Regions from separate parts of the Mus musculus genome. Here regions 2 and 3 are each linked to region 1. A link is a contact called in public Hi-C data. All regions are on one chromosome and are shown on one strand. The core of a region is the stretch at or near the end of the contact, and the rest is flanking DNA. Distances in the headings are between cores, read along the strand shown. Region 1 overlaps Platr6 (a long non-coding RNA gene). Region 2 has its middle 23 kb from the start of Gm33892. Region 3 has its middle 60 kb from the start of Gm33892.

Region 1 (2,700 bases), core at 130-2,629:
TACACACAGAAACACATATACAATAAATAAAAACAAAACTTATATTTTAATATTTCAGAATGCTAAAATATCAGTTGGAAGGAAGTTTATACAATTTGCTCTTTTTCTTTCCTTTCTTTTCTTTCTTTTTTCTTTTCTTTTCTTGTTTTTTGTTTGTTTTGTTTTGTTTTGACAAGGTTTCTCTGTGTAGAACTGATTGTCCTAGAACTCACTTTATAGACCAGGCTGGTCTTGAATTCAGAGATTCACTTGTCCAGATATCCCGAGTGCTGGGGTTAAAGCCTTGCACCACCACACTGAGCTTGATTTGATTTTTTTCCTAGTAAACCTTTTCCTCACTTTTGTGTCAAGCCTTGACCACAAGACATTCTTCTCCAAGCTACTGCCACATCCGTGTACTCGAATACACTAGCTGCCCTAACAAAGATCTTCAAACCTGGGGCCTGTGGAGTACAGACAATGTTCCTCAGGTATGGCAGCCAGACATTCAAGACATGGCTGAGCTTGGTAGAGAATGCCTGTAGTCCGGGTACTCAGGAGGCTGAGGCAGGAGGGTGAGGAATTCAGAGCAAGTTCAGGTTGTATGTATAGACATAAAAATAGTACAGATGCAGAAAGGAGTACTATTAGGGAAAGGAAAGAAAAAGAAAAGGGGAAAGGGAAAGGGAAAGGGAAAGGGAAAGGGAAAGGGAAAGGGAAAGGAAAAGGAAAAGGAAAAGGAAAAGGAAAAGGAAAAGGAAAAGGGAAAGGAAGGTGATGTGAGGGAGGGAAGAAGGGGGAAGGATAGTAATGATTGGATGAATACAGCCATAGGATGTAGTGTGCATGTGTGAAAATGTCTTGACACGGTAGCTCACCAGGCCAGTGTCCTGAAGCTTCATTAGTGCAGCTAGTGAAGGCTGTGACTCTTGGGGCTTCACCATGCTCTAGTAAGCAGTCCCATATCCAGAAGAACACAAAGAGCACACAAACTGGAGTTGATGGGTTACTGAAAAGTTTTTTAAAGGACACATGAAGTTGAGTGTATAGGGTAAGGATATAGGGGTGGATGTGGGTGGGGCTAAGGGGAGGAGCTGGATGAGAACATGGTTAAAATACACTGTGTGAAATTCTCAAACAATTAAGAAAAATAGAGATGAAGAAAATACCATACTGAACATTCATTGTTTCATTTAACCAATATACAGTAATAAAAAAGAAAACAAATTTTCAGCGTGTGGTGCAAACGTTATAATCTTGACGTCTCCTCAAAGTTTGACTACAGAGCAGTGTTAATCACAAGTACGCAGTTTACTAGAGAAAATGTGCACACCACACAAAGGTTTCTTTGTTCTGCTCCTTTGGAGTCTGCACTTGGTCGCTGCTCATCACTTATCTCCGCTTAAGGCATTGCGAATTGTCAACATCCATCCCAAATGACTCAACTGATAACAAACGGCAGGCTGGGAACTGTGTGATGACTCAGAGGAGAAGGTGGGGGTCCGTGAGGAGTAGGCTAGCGTGGTGTAGTTGGCATTGGTCGTTTCAGAGTGCAGAGTGGACTCCAGGCCCACAGGAAAAGTCTCCCGACTTGGTTATGTTTGATATCTACAAAGACCTGCTACATCAAACCAAAGCAAAAGCAACTGCCTTGAATCAGTGGCATGAAGAGCTGGCTTAGGCCAAATGAGCAAGGTCTGTTGGCTTTCAATTCTTGTCTAAAACACTCAGCACAAGAGAAGTCAGAGCCAGTGTCAATTAATTGTCTTGGTGAGGATTGGGGTGACCTAAGCATCCCCCTCCTGTTTTGACATCTGCTCCTTCGTGCTAAATTATCAGGAAGTGGTAAGGAGACTTTTTGTTTCCTTTTCTTTTGTTTTGTTAAATTAATAGCTGCCAGATCCTACCAATCTGCAGATTTAATAATCTAACCTGTCACTATTTTTAAATTCTCCCCATTTATTTGTGCCCTAGGTATAATTACAGATTCAGTAGCCGGGTACAGTAGAATACAGAGAAAATATGCACTACTACTCCGGGCTGTCTTTTTCTCCGTTCCAAAGCAGAGGCTAGTTCAGCTCTAGAAGAAACTGTGGGGTCCACTTGTCTACCTTCTTAGGATTTCAGCTCAGCAGGACGGTGGGCAGCTTCTTTGACCTTCTCTTCCTTCTCTCAGGTTCCTGACTTGGAACAGTTTGAGTAGGAAGAGCTCAATACCTGTTTTTCTCTCTCCACCCCTCTCCTTTCTCTCTGCCTGGCTTCATTGATCTCCCTTCTTTCTTCTTTGTTACATCTGCATCTCTGTCTCTAACTCCATCGTCACAGATCTTCCTTTCTGGAACCATCTCTTGAAGGATGTAATAAAGGACAGTCCTCTACCTGTCCTGAGAGTGACCCTTAGGACTTGCACTGAGTCTGGGCTGCCTCTTCAGGTGTAGGAGAATGGCCTTCTTTATCTCTGAGATGCTCTTAGCATTCATTTATCTCTTGGCTACCTCACAAACAACAGCTTCCTATGAGAACATCTTTACCACTGGAGGCTCGGCCACACTCTGGCCTATTCTATAATCTGGTCAGGAACTTTCAGTCTAGAGATGCTTCTCAGAGACCTGTTGAAATGTCTTGATTATCAATCTACATGTTTTTTAATGCTATCCAAAACTGCACTGGTTTGTATTATATAAAACCAACATTTGAAGTCAACCATGATTATGTGTGTGT
Region 2 (2,700 bases), core at 181-2,680, 290 kb after region 1:
AATTCGAAGTCTAGTAGAAACGATATAGTGACCCCATTTTACCCTGGCACCTAATAACTGTCTTGGGGTCCTATTTAACTGATTTATTGCTTTTGCTGAGTATAGTCTCTGTGCTTTATAACCAGACTCAGCAAAACAATTTATAAAGCCCTGCTTTCGGCACCACATTTCCCCAGAGCACATGCATTTCTAGTGGCCAGCAACAGACCCAGATGCGCGTGCTACAGATTATACACGGCACCTCTTTCCAAGGCCGGCTTGCAAAGGCTAGCAATGGAGAAGGGTTTGGCCTTCATAAGGATGCCACAAGTAGTCTTCCATTTGGCAGGAAGTCGTTGGAACATACAGATGCTATTTTAAAGTCTATTCTAATCATTATCCTTTATATTTTCAGACACCAGTGTCCAGCACTATTGTCCAAAGGGCAGCAAAAATAAATCCAGAGACAGGAAGCCCAGCGCCCACTCACAGATAACTGTTGCAGCTTAAATCAAAATCAGAACCGGAAAGACAATGCATGAATGTGGGTCAGAGGGCAGCTGAGTGCAGCCTTTAGGGACGGCTTCACTGACATGACAGGGTTAAAACTACACTTGCTGTCTCCAGCACCCTAGATGCCAGGGTTGCAGGAGAAATAGATACTGATAAAGAGGCTGTGACTTGGCAGTTGGAAGGGTGGCTAAGAAGAGAGAGAGAGAGAGAGAGAGAGAGAGAGAGAGAGAGAGAGAGAGAGAGAGAGAGAGGATTCTCGAAATTCTCTTTCTTATCTAAAATAAAAGATTGCTTTAAAACTCTTATTACAATAATGGTGAGTGTTATGCCATCTACAACAGAGGAAAACTGGACTTGAATTAGCTGAAGCTGGTCCTTTCTTCTATCTGATAAGAAGGATCAGGCCATTTACTTGTTCCCTGGATACCCCAGGAGTCTGCAGGCATAGCATTCAAGTCTGATGGAGAGCGAGTAAGTTACAATTGAATGTGTGTCTTTCTTCTCTTAATCAAGGCCCCGTTTCCAGGGTATCAGCAGGTACCTAATACCCAAATTGAATATTTCATATCTTTCTGGTCCTTAGGCTTTGTCTGCTGCTGAGGTATGATCCAGCAGACACTACCACTGGGTCTGAGAAACAGACACTAAACCTGGTTTGCTCTGAAGTGGAGCAAAAACATCTCATTCTGAAAGCCAGTAACAATTCCTTAGAACTCTGAGAAGGAACTGTTAAGTCTACAATCTTTAGAATTTAATTTCCTGCTGCGGAAAGCAACAGGCCAGTTGTGTGAGACTCTTTTCTGTAAAGTAAAAATTAAAATCTGCCCTGCTTTAAATTAGACACGAACTATAAACGCCAACAAGAGAACAGGGTTAGAGTTCTGAAAGCCAAAGAACGGGTGGCGTGAACAAAGAACAAGGTGGTGGAGGATTGCCACGCAGGGCAGCAGGTTCACGGGTGATTGTTGTGTTATGAAAACGGAGAGTGAGTGCGTACGTGTTATACAAACCGTGGAATACCTGACATGATCTAAGGACTACATTTGATTCATTTCTAAAAGGCATCTCTCATTTAGGGTGAGTTGAATGGGAAACTTGAGGTCCTCTTCCCCCTGCAACAGGAGCGAGCACCGCCCAAGCTGGAATAAGCCGACTCTGCTTGATGACGTCATGGAACCATGGCCCTGGTGTGCTGAGCCACCCACTCTCCAGGACACGCTCTCCATCTGCCTCTGTTCTTAGCGCCCATGTCAATGAAGACAAACAACAACAAATCAAAAAGTAAAAACCCACTTCCGGACTGATGCTCAGGAAGTGTGGATGGGGTATCCACCCAGATGTGAGACACAGGTGAGTCAGATTAACCAAGAACTCCTGTAGTGAAGAACAAATCCTAGAGGACCCTATTCCAATCTCCACGTGATTCCGTGAAAGCAGCCGTTTGTTTTGCTGAGGGTTGTAACAAGCTAAAGGTACTATTTCAGAGAGGCAACTGATAAAATCCTGGCCAACTTCGCAGAGTGCTTTCTAGTGCCCCAATTAGAAAGAACAAATACGGCCTGTGTTTCAATCGGCAGACGCCGCTCCAAACACTTGTCTTCTACCGCAGCAGCTTCGCGTTCTGTGTGCTCCAAATGATGACAACAGCAACACTAACAATCTATAAAGGAACAATTATTGTGAGTTTTCTTTCTGCCTATAAAAAATTGGAAATCAGAAAACTATATAAAGATGATATGTAAAATATCCGCTATCCTCCAACAGAAAAAAAACCACAAACTTTCGTTAACTTCTGGTGTGGGCCATGTGTCCTTTTCTTAATAGATACATTATTTTTCTTATTTGACTATGCCTTCCTCCTCTTTCAGTATTTAGAACACATTGCTTTATATTCTTCTTGTTTTATTTTATTTAAAAAAAAAAACCCACATTTCCAGGATTCCATTTGTCATTTTTAGAAACATGCCTTCTAACAATTGCATTACAAGTTGTCATGTGGCTCTATCATTTATGTCCCTGGTATTGAACATTGGTGGTGTTCCCAGTACCAAGACATGATGTCATGTGACTCTGGTTGGATGTAATTCATTCTGCATGTCTATCATTTTCCTTTAGGGTAACCTAAGAAATAGAATCTCTGAATCGAAGGACAATGCTTTTAAGACTTTTAAGAAAGTAAATACACTAAATTGCTCTTCAGAAAATTGT
Region 3 (2,700 bases), core at 52-2,551, 330 kb after region 1:
CTACTCAGCCCATAAACTTGTTAATCGCTTCTATGCAATAAAGCTTATCTCAGGGAGCACATTACTCATGGAAAAGTTCTAACGTGTTAACTTCGTGCGGATTTTATTCTCCATGTTATCTGAGCATCAGTATTTCGGCTGTGTGCTCAGATGCCAGGACAAAATGTGCAAGGCGAAGCGTTCTGATAACGGCAAGGAGACGTGGGCAGCACCTGACTGGGGCGGAATTTGGTTCAACTGCTAATATGATCCCAAATATATGCACAGAGTCGCTTTTTGCCCCCTGCAAGTCTACCAGAATGAAGAATGTATGTTTATTCAATACTCTCTGTGCCTCAGTTTCTCTACCCACCACCATCACTCAGGGGCTTCTCAGAAAATGATGCTGCAGAAAATACTCTTCACTGGTTTTGCATTTTTGTAGCATTCCACTCCCCAGAGTGTGATTGGCTTTTATATATTTATATAATAGCCAAAGGCCAAAATCACAGGCTAGTTTTGTTACATGTTTTCTCTGTCTCTTTATTTGAAACACTGTAAATATGAAACGTTTTCTCTCCCTCCAAAGTAAAACAGTTAAGAATGAAAATGAAAATTTAAATATTATCCAAATACATTTTGTTTGAAGACTGATACTTTGTTTTGATGGATCTTAGCAAGAGTCTAATTCATCCAATGTTTAAGGGAAAGTTTGCTCTGGCTGGTACCCAGTTCTGTAGTCATCCCCATCCCTTCCTCCTCTTCCTCGTTGTTATCACTGACCCTTTGTGATGCTGAGCACTTGATGGGTAGCTATGCTTCATCCTCAAAGCAGTAGTGCTCATAAACACACTTATTTTAAGGTGCGTGTGCGTCTGTGAGTGTGCACTCGTGTCCGTGTTTATAGTGTGTGCAGGAGCACGGGTACAGGGGTTACACACATGCCAGGGGCAGGGATTGAGTTCTGGTTCTTGAGCTTGCACGGTAAGCACCTTATCATGGGAGTCAGCCGTCTCCCCGGCCCCATAAACTGGTGCTTATTTAGATGCACAGCTACTTAGTCTGTGTACCTAGCTACAGGGACATGACTAGACTTTGAGTGGTGTCCAAGGGTGCAGGCTGCTGCCTCTAGTTTGTCAGCAGAGGGGAAGCTGTCCTCCGCTGGGTTCTGTAGCAGGCTAGTCTGCCCACTGGGCTTCACCGTGTGTTTCCATGAGATCAACAGCCTAGTAACAACCCCCTGGCTCTCAGCCTCCATCCCCGACATGCTTCAGCAACTGTGGGGGCAGTGTGCAGAATTCTAGAAGAAAGTGTCCTCAGATAAGCTTATCTTGAGTCCTTCAGTGGCCTCTCTGTGTGGCTCAGATTTGCGGACTGATCTTAGAGGAGCATTCATTTCTCCACTGGCCGATTTTTTTTCACCTTGCTCACTTTTTAGAAGAAAATTTAATTTTGCAGATAAGATGCTGTAATTCAGTCGAATCTAAGAGGTAACTGCATATGGCCAGAAGGTGCCAAAAGCAGTTTCTCCTGGCTCCTATCCTGCTGACCCTTTAATGAATGTTATACTGCCTGCTATCAGGAGCAGCTCAGTAACAAATTCCATAATTGGAGTTAAATTGCTTTAGCTTTGCTACAATTACTTGTTTTGTTGGGGAAGGAGTAGTCAAGTTGGGAGGTTTATTGGCTTCTCACAACCTTTTAAACCTTCAGGTACTGTTGATGAACTTTTGCTAGGTATAAGGTAGAAGTTAAAGAAAAATGTACTTTTTTCAAAAGCCAGATACTGGCACTCAAATTACCACCAATTTGTGTGTGTGTGTGTGTTTGTGTATGTTTGTGTATGTGTCTATGCATGTGTGTATGTGCATGTATGTGTGTTTGTGTGTATGCATGTGTGTATGTGTATGTATGGATGTATGTGTGTGTATGTGTGCATACATGTGTGTATGTGTGAGTGTATATGTGTGTATGTGTGAGTGTATGTGTGTATGCATGTGTGTGTGCATTTGTGTGTATGTATGTGTGTGTGGTGTTTGCAAGGCCTCAGTTAAAACAGAGTGCAGGAATAAGTAGGAGGAAGAGAAGGGGGAGAGGAAGGAGGGAAGAAAAGGAAACTTTTATATTCCAGAGATACTGATCAACTTTAAAACATCATCTTCTTAGTATCTGTGTGGACCATGGTGCGTGAGTGGGTTCTCTCACACTCCCCGAAGCCTCCGTTTGCCCACTCTGAAAAGCAGCGTCTGTAACTGGCACTTGGCATTATGTTTGAGAGGGTTTCATGACAATCTGATAAATGAAGGGGTCCAGCTAAGTACTTCATCTGCTGCCACGCAGCTGCTGTGTGCGGGTGCCCTGTGACGGCTAGAAAGCACGTCCGGAGGGTGATGGGGCTTCTGTCTGCTCCGAGCTCCCAGGCATCTTGCTCTGAAGTATTTTTGTGATTCTCTCCTGTGGAAGTTTGAAGACAATGAACTGAGAGCCTTAATCCCCTTAGAGATGCTAAAAATGGCGAGGCAGGGCAGCTTCCAAATGGTGACAAGGAAGAGACAGGCAGTGCCGGTTGGAGGAAACAGTCTCAGCACCATCCATCCGGATTGAAGCAGTTCTGATGATAAATCCCACCGCTTCCATTTCTAACTTGGAAAGGAAAAGGGAAAGATTTACTTGGTTTTGGAGCTGCAGGAAAACCAGGAGGTAAAGGATTAGGACCTGGAG

The links. Hi-C and Micro-C count contacts between places; a contact is called where the count stands out from the background.
Region 2: a contact with region 1 is called in a Hi-C map of the N1E-115 cell line, with 1.6 times the contacts expected there. The contact joins two enhancer-like sites. A contact is called at or near these places in 1 of 484 Hi-C or Micro-C datasets (the N1E-115 cell line) and 4 of 115 datasets of contacts at active chromatin or transcription factors (cardiomyocytes, differentiating embryonic stem cells and embryonic stem cells).
Region 3: a contact with region 1 is called in a Hi-C map of the G1E-ER4 cell line, with 1.6 times the contacts expected there. The contact joins two enhancer-like sites. A contact is called at or near these places in 3 of 484 Hi-C or Micro-C datasets (the G1E-ER4 cell line, Th1 cells and nephron progenitors) and 2 of 115 datasets of contacts at active chromatin or transcription factors (embryonic stem cells and pancreatic cancer cells).

The regions. Positions count from the first base shown.
Region 1 is chr10:21,838,155-21,840,854 of GRCm38.p6, reverse strand. The region is part of intron 3 of Platr6 (a long non-coding RNA gene); the gene reads left to right. Among named protein-coding and RNA genes, the nearest start is that of Platr6, 19 kb to the left of the region's middle. Within about 2 kb of position 1,379, at least 53 of the 459 cell types and tissues checked have an H3K27ac peak or open chromatin away from gene starts, as enhancers often do. A contact at or near this core is called in the G1E-ER4 cell line and the N1E-115 cell line, where this site is marked.
Region 2 is chr10:21,546,866-21,549,565 of GRCm38.p6, reverse strand. No RefSeq gene overlaps it. Among named protein-coding and RNA genes, the nearest start is that of Gm33892, 23 kb to the left of the region's middle. Within about 2 kb of position 1,430, at least 6 of the 459 cell types and tissues checked have an H3K27ac peak or open chromatin away from gene starts, as enhancers often do. A contact at or near this core is called in the N1E-115 cell line, where this site is marked.
Region 3 is chr10:21,510,117-21,512,816 of GRCm38.p6, reverse strand. No RefSeq gene overlaps it. Among named protein-coding and RNA genes, the nearest start is that of Gm33892, 60 kb to the left of the region's middle. Within about 2 kb of position 1,301, at least 5 of the 459 cell types and tissues checked have an H3K27ac peak or open chromatin away from gene starts, as enhancers often do. A contact at or near this core is called in the G1E-ER4 cell line, where this site is marked.